Linked DNA regions of Danio rerio: region 2 is linked to region 1. The links are chromatin contacts, called in public Hi-C maps. All regions are on one chromosome and are shown on one strand. The core of a region is the stretch at or near the end of the contact, and the rest is flanking DNA. Distances in the headings are between cores, read along the strand shown. Region 1 overlaps tle5 (TLE family member 5, transcriptional modulator). Region 2 holds the start of tle5 (TLE family member 5, transcriptional modulator).

Region 1 (3,449 bases), core at 407-2,906:
CTGCTTTCCCTTTTGACTTTTAGATATTTGGTCTAGAATCAAGGCAAAAAATTAAATTAAGAAAAACTTTTTTTTTTCTGTTTGCATAAATTGTGTAGATTCTATAGAAATAATTTAACGCAGTTATTCCACTATTTTTGTGCCAAAATACTTTAAACTCTCTTAAAATGCTCAGACATGGGACATAAAACACATACACATTCACTCTAAAATGGATAAACTGAGCTATGGCTTTACTAATTGCATGTGTTCTGTAGATCTTGGTCAACTATCATTCTGACTCAACATTGCAGATCTTGCGATGTGACTACTGCAGATCTGCACATTGATGCTAAAACAATATATTGTGCTGGCCTAATTTAGACATTTTTATCATGTTATTTGTTATTTCATAGTTTTTATTTGTGGAAGTTCATATCATTTCTCAGTTTATATTATCATTATTATTCTTGTTAAATATAATAAATTAAAATACATAATTCAATTGTAATATTATACTTGATAAATATGGCTGGAAAAGTTGGCGGTTCACTCCGGTGTGGCTACCCCAGATTAATCAAGCTACTAATATCATATACAATTGTGTACTTATTAAATTCGTTTGATCATATTTATATTCTGATTTATTCTAATTTACAATCAACTTGTGGTTCTTATACAATCAATATCTATTGCTTATTGCTTTATTATATTATACAATCATTTTAGTTTTCTTTTTTTAAGTTGTTGTATGTAAAATATGACATATTTAGTAGAGCTACACAATATATCATTTCAGCATCAATATCACAATGTGATCATTCACAATAGTCACATCGCAGGATGCACAATGTTCATTTTGTATTCTAATTCACCATTTGCATGTGTTTTTGAGACCTGTGATTGTATAAATATTTTTACAACATTCAGGCATAAGCAATTATACTGTTTGTAGCTTTAGTAACGATTCATTTGAGTGCATTATTATTACTTAACCTGAACACTGTTGAATAGCAAATGGCAAAAAACCTGTTTATTTCAATTGTATCTGCTTCATTATTGTATTTATAGAGTGTTTATTAGATTATATGCAGATGCGCCTCACCTGTAGAATCATCCAAATCAATCTAAAATGATCAATTCTTTACAAATAGAGAGATTCAATTCATCTCTTGAAATTGTAGTCATGTCTCAATTGTATATCGCAACAAAATTTCGCAATATCATGCAGCCCTAATATTTAGTATATTATGTTTTTTATATTTCTTAAATGTTTTAATAATCATTTCATTTTTCTAAAATGTTTATTGATGCATGTGTGTTTTTACAAAATGGAATTCAAAATCCATTTGGGTATAAAAATGTCCATCTCATCTGCTTGGACTTCCTCTCCTCCCTGGTTCACCCCCATCCTCTCTCTCTATTTTTTTTACCTTGTCTGCCTTTCTTTCTTTTGTCCATCCTCCTCTCAGTCTTTCTCTCCATCCCCCCTCCTCTATAACCTGGTTGTCTCCGGCCGGGGCCTCGTGTTGCCGTCTGATATTCCGCCTCTAATTGATCCGTCGAGCGGCTTAATCTCATTTAATCTGTGCGCCGTTGCTCTCACACGCATCAGCCAGCGCGCCCTCCCTCGCTCCTCTAATAGCCTATCGGGTTGCCCTGCTCTGTCCGCACCCGCTGCCTGATGGGGAGGGTGGGCGTCCTCTTTGCGTTGGTGGTAATTGCTTTAGGGACCCACTGCTGCTTGGCAGAGCCGACCCTCATCCAACTCTGGCTCCATCACTGATGCTCTCTGCTCTTGTTTCGCAGCCGAGGTTGTGTGCTAACACACAAATGATGAGCCAGGCTAAAGGTCTTTGCACACTCAAGGCCAAATTGTCCTACGCATTTTCTTTCCGTATTTGGCATTTGAAAAATTTGATATGCACAAAAACTGAAGTGTGATTGCAATTTTAGAAAATCTGTAAAATTACAGAATGGAGTTTTTAAAATGTTGAGGGTGTCGTCTTTTCATAAAAAGAGCAGATTTATATTTTGCATTTTGTCATCATTTTGTTGGAAGACGAAATGGATCAAATCAGACGCCTTAACGGGTTTTGCGTTCACTTGTTCAGTGGCTCTAAATTGTCCAAATTCCTGTTAAGCTGATCTAAATTTTAAAGTGTAAATGAGATTGATACACTGTTGTTTTATTTTAAAAAAAGAAAAAGAAAAAGAAATTGACAGAATGTTAGACTTATTTCTAAACTCTCTCATCCCTAAATTCTCTCTAATGGTTTTTCTGTCACTTAGATCACTTCGATTTGCAAAAAAATTTTAGTTTAACATGAAATTTGCAACAGGATATTTCCAGCCTGATCTCACGAGAAAACGTAACTAATTTTACGTTTTGTCTCTTTAGTGCCTAATTCGTACAAATTAGTACAAGTTTAGTCGTGCGAAAATGTATTATTTTAAAAAGAAGGTGTGGCACCCTGCCCCTTAACCCAACTGTCACTGGGAGGTGAGCAATTTGTACTAAATTGTATGAATAAAATTGTACGAATTCATATGAATTAGCCACAAAAACTAAAAGTTACGAATTGCTGTGAGATTGTGTTGGAAATTTCACTCCTACATGTTTTTTCTTTTTTTTTTTTTTTTTATTAATCTTATGTTAGTAAACAGGACAATGAAGTGGAAATACAAAATCTGTGAAATCTGTCGCCTAGTAAGTTATTTTCTGATTTCTGTTTGGTAACCATGGTAAATTCACAAAATTCAATTTCGCTTGGTCATTGTGCCAAAATTGCATGTAAAATTGTGGTATATCTTTCACCTTTTAATAAAGTTTCCAAATTCTGTTAGTTGAATTGCCAAAACCACAAGAAAAATGAACCTATAGCAAAACCTGAATGGGAAAATCTTTAACCCTTGCCTATGCATTTCTTTCGTAATTATTTAAAATTTATTAATATATTAATAATAAAATTTGATTTAAATGCAAAACAGAGCCATTAAGCTGTGAGAATGATAATAATCGCTTGGTATTTTTAACTTTGATTGTCAAAGTGCTCTCTGATCACATCAGACAGACACCATTCTGTATTTTCGCGCTTGCCCTTATGGTGGCTCTAAATTCTCAAAATGCTTGATGTGATAGTAAAAATACACTATATCTCTTTTCTTCTTCTTTTATTTTAATGAAGCATGATAACTTTGTAGGAAGTGTTATGAGGTTGCATTTCTCTTTTTAATGCACAAAATTGATGAGAATTTTTGACAGTTGATAAACCTTTGCAGTCGGTGCTAATAGCCTTGTGGTTAATGCGTTCACACCTACCACTAGGGTGTTTACGACAACCCAAGTTCGATTCCTGGCTATAGTTTCTTTGCCAACCCTTCCCCTCTCTCTGCTCCCCACACATTCCTGTTTGTAATCTCCATTGTTCTGTCTCAATAAAGGTAAAAACCCCTAAAAAAGGATACAA
Region 2 (3,449 bases), core at 363-2,862, 41 kb before region 1:
GGAAGAAAAGTGATTTAAGTGACTTTGAACGTGGCATGGTTGTTGGTGAAAGACGGGCTGGTCTGAGTATTACAGAAACTGCTGATCTCCTTTCATTTTCACACACAACCATCTCTAGGGTTTACAGAGAATGGTCCAAAAAACAAAACATCCAGTGAGTGGCACTTCTGTGAGCGCAAATGCCTTGTTGATGCCAGAGGTCAGAGGAGAATGGCCAGACTGGTTCCAGCTGATAGAAAGGCAACAGTAACTCAAATAACCACTCAACACAACTGAAGTATGCAAAAGAGCAACTCTGAACAAACAACATGTCCAACCTTGAGGCAGACAGCAGCAGAAGATCACGCCGGGTGCCACTTCAGTCAGCTATGAACAGGAAACAGGCTACAATTCACAGTCTCAAAATTGGACAATAGAAGATTGGGAAAATGTTGCCTGATCTGATGAGTCTTGATTTCTGCTGCAACATTCGAATGGTAGGGTCAGAATTTGTCGTTAACAACATGAAAGCATGGATCCATCCTGACTTGTATCAATGGTTCAGGCTGGTGGTGGTGTAATGGTGTGGGGGATATTTTCTTTGCACACTTTGGGCCCATTACTACCAATTGAGCATTGTGTCAATGCCACAGCCTACCTGAGTATTGTTGCTGACCATTTTTCATCCTTTTTAGACCGTTTTCAACAGTTAACTGTTATAATTATCTTCTGATGGCTACTTCCAGCAGGATAACACGCCATATTATAAAGAGGGAATCATCTCAAACTTGCTTCTTGAACATGACAATGAGTTCACTGTACTCAAATGGCCTCCACAGTCACCAGATCTCAATCAAATAGAGCACCTTTGGGATGGGGTGAAACGGGAGATTCGCACAGGGATGTGCAGCCAACAAATTTGCAGCAACTATATATATATATATATATATATATATATATATATATATATATATATATATATATATATATATATATATATATATATATATATATATATATATAATGCTTTTGTTGTGTAATATTTTACAGATTTATTTCTTTTTGAATATTTTCGGTGATCTATTTTGAATTTATTTGTAAATATGTTAATTTTTTTAATATTAAACTTAACTTGTACAATTATTTACATTGATGTAGGTTCTGCTTTGCTAAAAATTAATAATTATGCTAATAAAACAATTATACCTGTATGATTAATTTAATATATTAACTGTATGAATACATTTTATTGTATTCGATGTTTACACAAAAAGTTAAATATATATATATAGCTTATTAAACACCAAAAAATATATAATAATAAACGAGAGAGAGGGAGGGAGGGAGAGAGAGAAAATAGCAACAGCAGCACAGCAGCCATCAGCTCCCAAACTCCAGTTCATCTCTCCCCCAGCCGCCGCTCGATCATTTCCTCCAACCAGAGAGCAGAGAAAGAGAGAGAGAGAAACACACACACCAGCCCTTCATCACAGCTCATTCCCAACCAGGAAAGCGAAGGAAAGACGCCACAGCAGATCCAGCAAATCCTCCCCTGCTTGTTTTTTTCTTCCATGGCGAAAGCGCGTTAAAGAGTGCGGCGCACATCAGCCTGCTTTATCGGCATCGCAGCGGCGCGGAGCTGCCTGTAGCTGCCGGAGGAGCTTCAGCTAACAAAGAAAAACACGAAAATAAACGTCTGCTGAGCAAACCGCTTCCCTGTTCCTTCACGACCACAAGGCAAGAGCCCGAAGACCAAAACTGACATGATGTTTCCACAATCCAGGCACTCGGTGAGTGGAAATCGAGCGGTTTGTGTTGGTGTTGTTTAGCTGGATCGAGCTTAGCATTGACAGGAGAGGAGGCATCCGTGTGTGCGCGTGTTGAAACTTATCGCTGAGGTGAAAGATTTAGCATTTTGTGATGCTTCTTGATTCCTAGAGCACACGTTTTATCTTGAAATCTACTGTTTTTTTTTTATTTTTGGCCGTGGATGAGTGTGTTTTTAAACGGGAACAGAGTGTGTGTTGTGTGCTTGGAGAGTGGTTGTGACATTTAACAGTTTTGTGTGGATTCTGTGCTAATGTATGCAAGTTTCGGTCATAAGCCTGCTAAATGTGGTGTGTTTTTAGTATCCATTTGGTTTGTTTGTACTTTTGCAGTGGTTTATTTATGTGTATTATGTTTAATGAGGTTTCATAGTATCACAAAGCATGTTTATGTTGACATTTCAGGATGTGATGGTGGATTTTGTATTAATTTATGCTAGTGAGGTAACGTTGGTTTGCATTCACACATTCAGACTTTCTCTTTAATAATATCAGTTCAAAAAAGGATTACTTGCTCATTTTAAACAGGGAAATCATATTCAAATCATCCAAAATTGTTCACAGTCAAATAAAAAGTGCTTATGTTGTTTTAAAGTCGTTTTCACATATGATTTCAGACTGAATATTCTAAGTACCATGGTAAACATTATAGGGAGCATGTAACAAGTTGTGTCTGAACAAATGTGCAAATATAAAACCAAATGTACTTAATATTTAAGCTAGTTTAATTACAATCCTCCTAAATGGTGTCTTTTTAAATATCCATTTAGCTTGGTTGTACTTGAAATTACGAGATACTGTCAGAAGTCTTGTTTATGTTGACATTTCAGTGACGCGTATCTACTGGAGGATTTTGTGTTTATATGTGGAACTTTCAGTCTAATTATGATCTGTTTGTTTATGTATTCATTTGTTAGGTTGTACTTTATGTTAGGCCATTTTGTTCTGCGAACTATGAAAATTGTGTTTACAGCCTGTCCGTGGGGTCTTAAAAAGTATTAGTTGTTAAATCAATGAAGAGAAATTTTAGGCTCTTAAAAAGTATTAAAGCCTTAAATACTATTTTGCAAGATATAACATTTTATATCACTTTTGATTAAGTAACGTATGGCTGCATGCTAAAATTAAATAAATTCTATGAAATCAATGAAATCCTGCTTGATTTAACATCATGTTGCTTTGTTTACTGCAGTAACCAAGGTAATACCATGATGTTTGCAGTTCTATAGGCACCAATCTGCTGGGTTAGCTAGATTTAATTGATTTTTATTCAGTATGTGAATAATGTTTTAGTTTTGGATTAGTTTCTTATATGAATATTTAGAAAATATACTGTAAGGTAAAATCTCACCAGTGTGTCCAGTTAAAACATGAAGTGGATAATAAGGTCTTAAAATGAATGCAAATGTCTTAAAAGGTAATGTATTTCACTCTCTAATACTCAGGTTCAACTGGCAAAATTCAAATATATTTTGAAGTATTCAGTCAGCGTCTGTGACATTTAAAGGTCCCATGATAATAAAATAAAGTTAGTTTTTTTTTAAAGATGTTATTGTCAGTATTATTTATTTTTAGGACATCTATAAGCTATTGTGCCCTAAAATGGTGATAAAATTCGCATTAAGAAGATATAAAACTTATATA

What was found. A called contact is a pair of places that touch in the nucleus more often than the background predicts.
Region 2: a Hi-C map of an unstated tissue shows a contact between it and region 1, with 2.5 times the contacts expected there. The contact joins the promoter of tle5 here to the enhancer-like site in region 1. A contact is called at or near these places in 2 of 18 Hi-C or Micro-C datasets (caudal fin and an unstated tissue).

The regions. Positions count from the first base shown.
Region 1 is chr22:21,656,203-21,659,651 of GRCz12tu, reverse strand. The region is part of intron 3 of tle5 (TLE family member 5, transcriptional modulator); the gene reads left to right. Among named protein-coding and RNA genes, the nearest start is that of tle2b, 18 kb to the right of the region's middle. Within about 2 kb of position 1,656, at least 9 of the 62 cell types and tissues checked have an H3K27ac peak or open chromatin away from gene starts, as enhancers often do.
Region 2 is chr22:21,696,879-21,700,327 of GRCz12tu, reverse strand. It overlaps tle5 (TLE family member 5, transcriptional modulator), which reads left to right and starts at 1,612. Exons shown (of 7, transcript NM_200423.1): 1 at 1,612-1,769. The coding sequence starts at 1,743.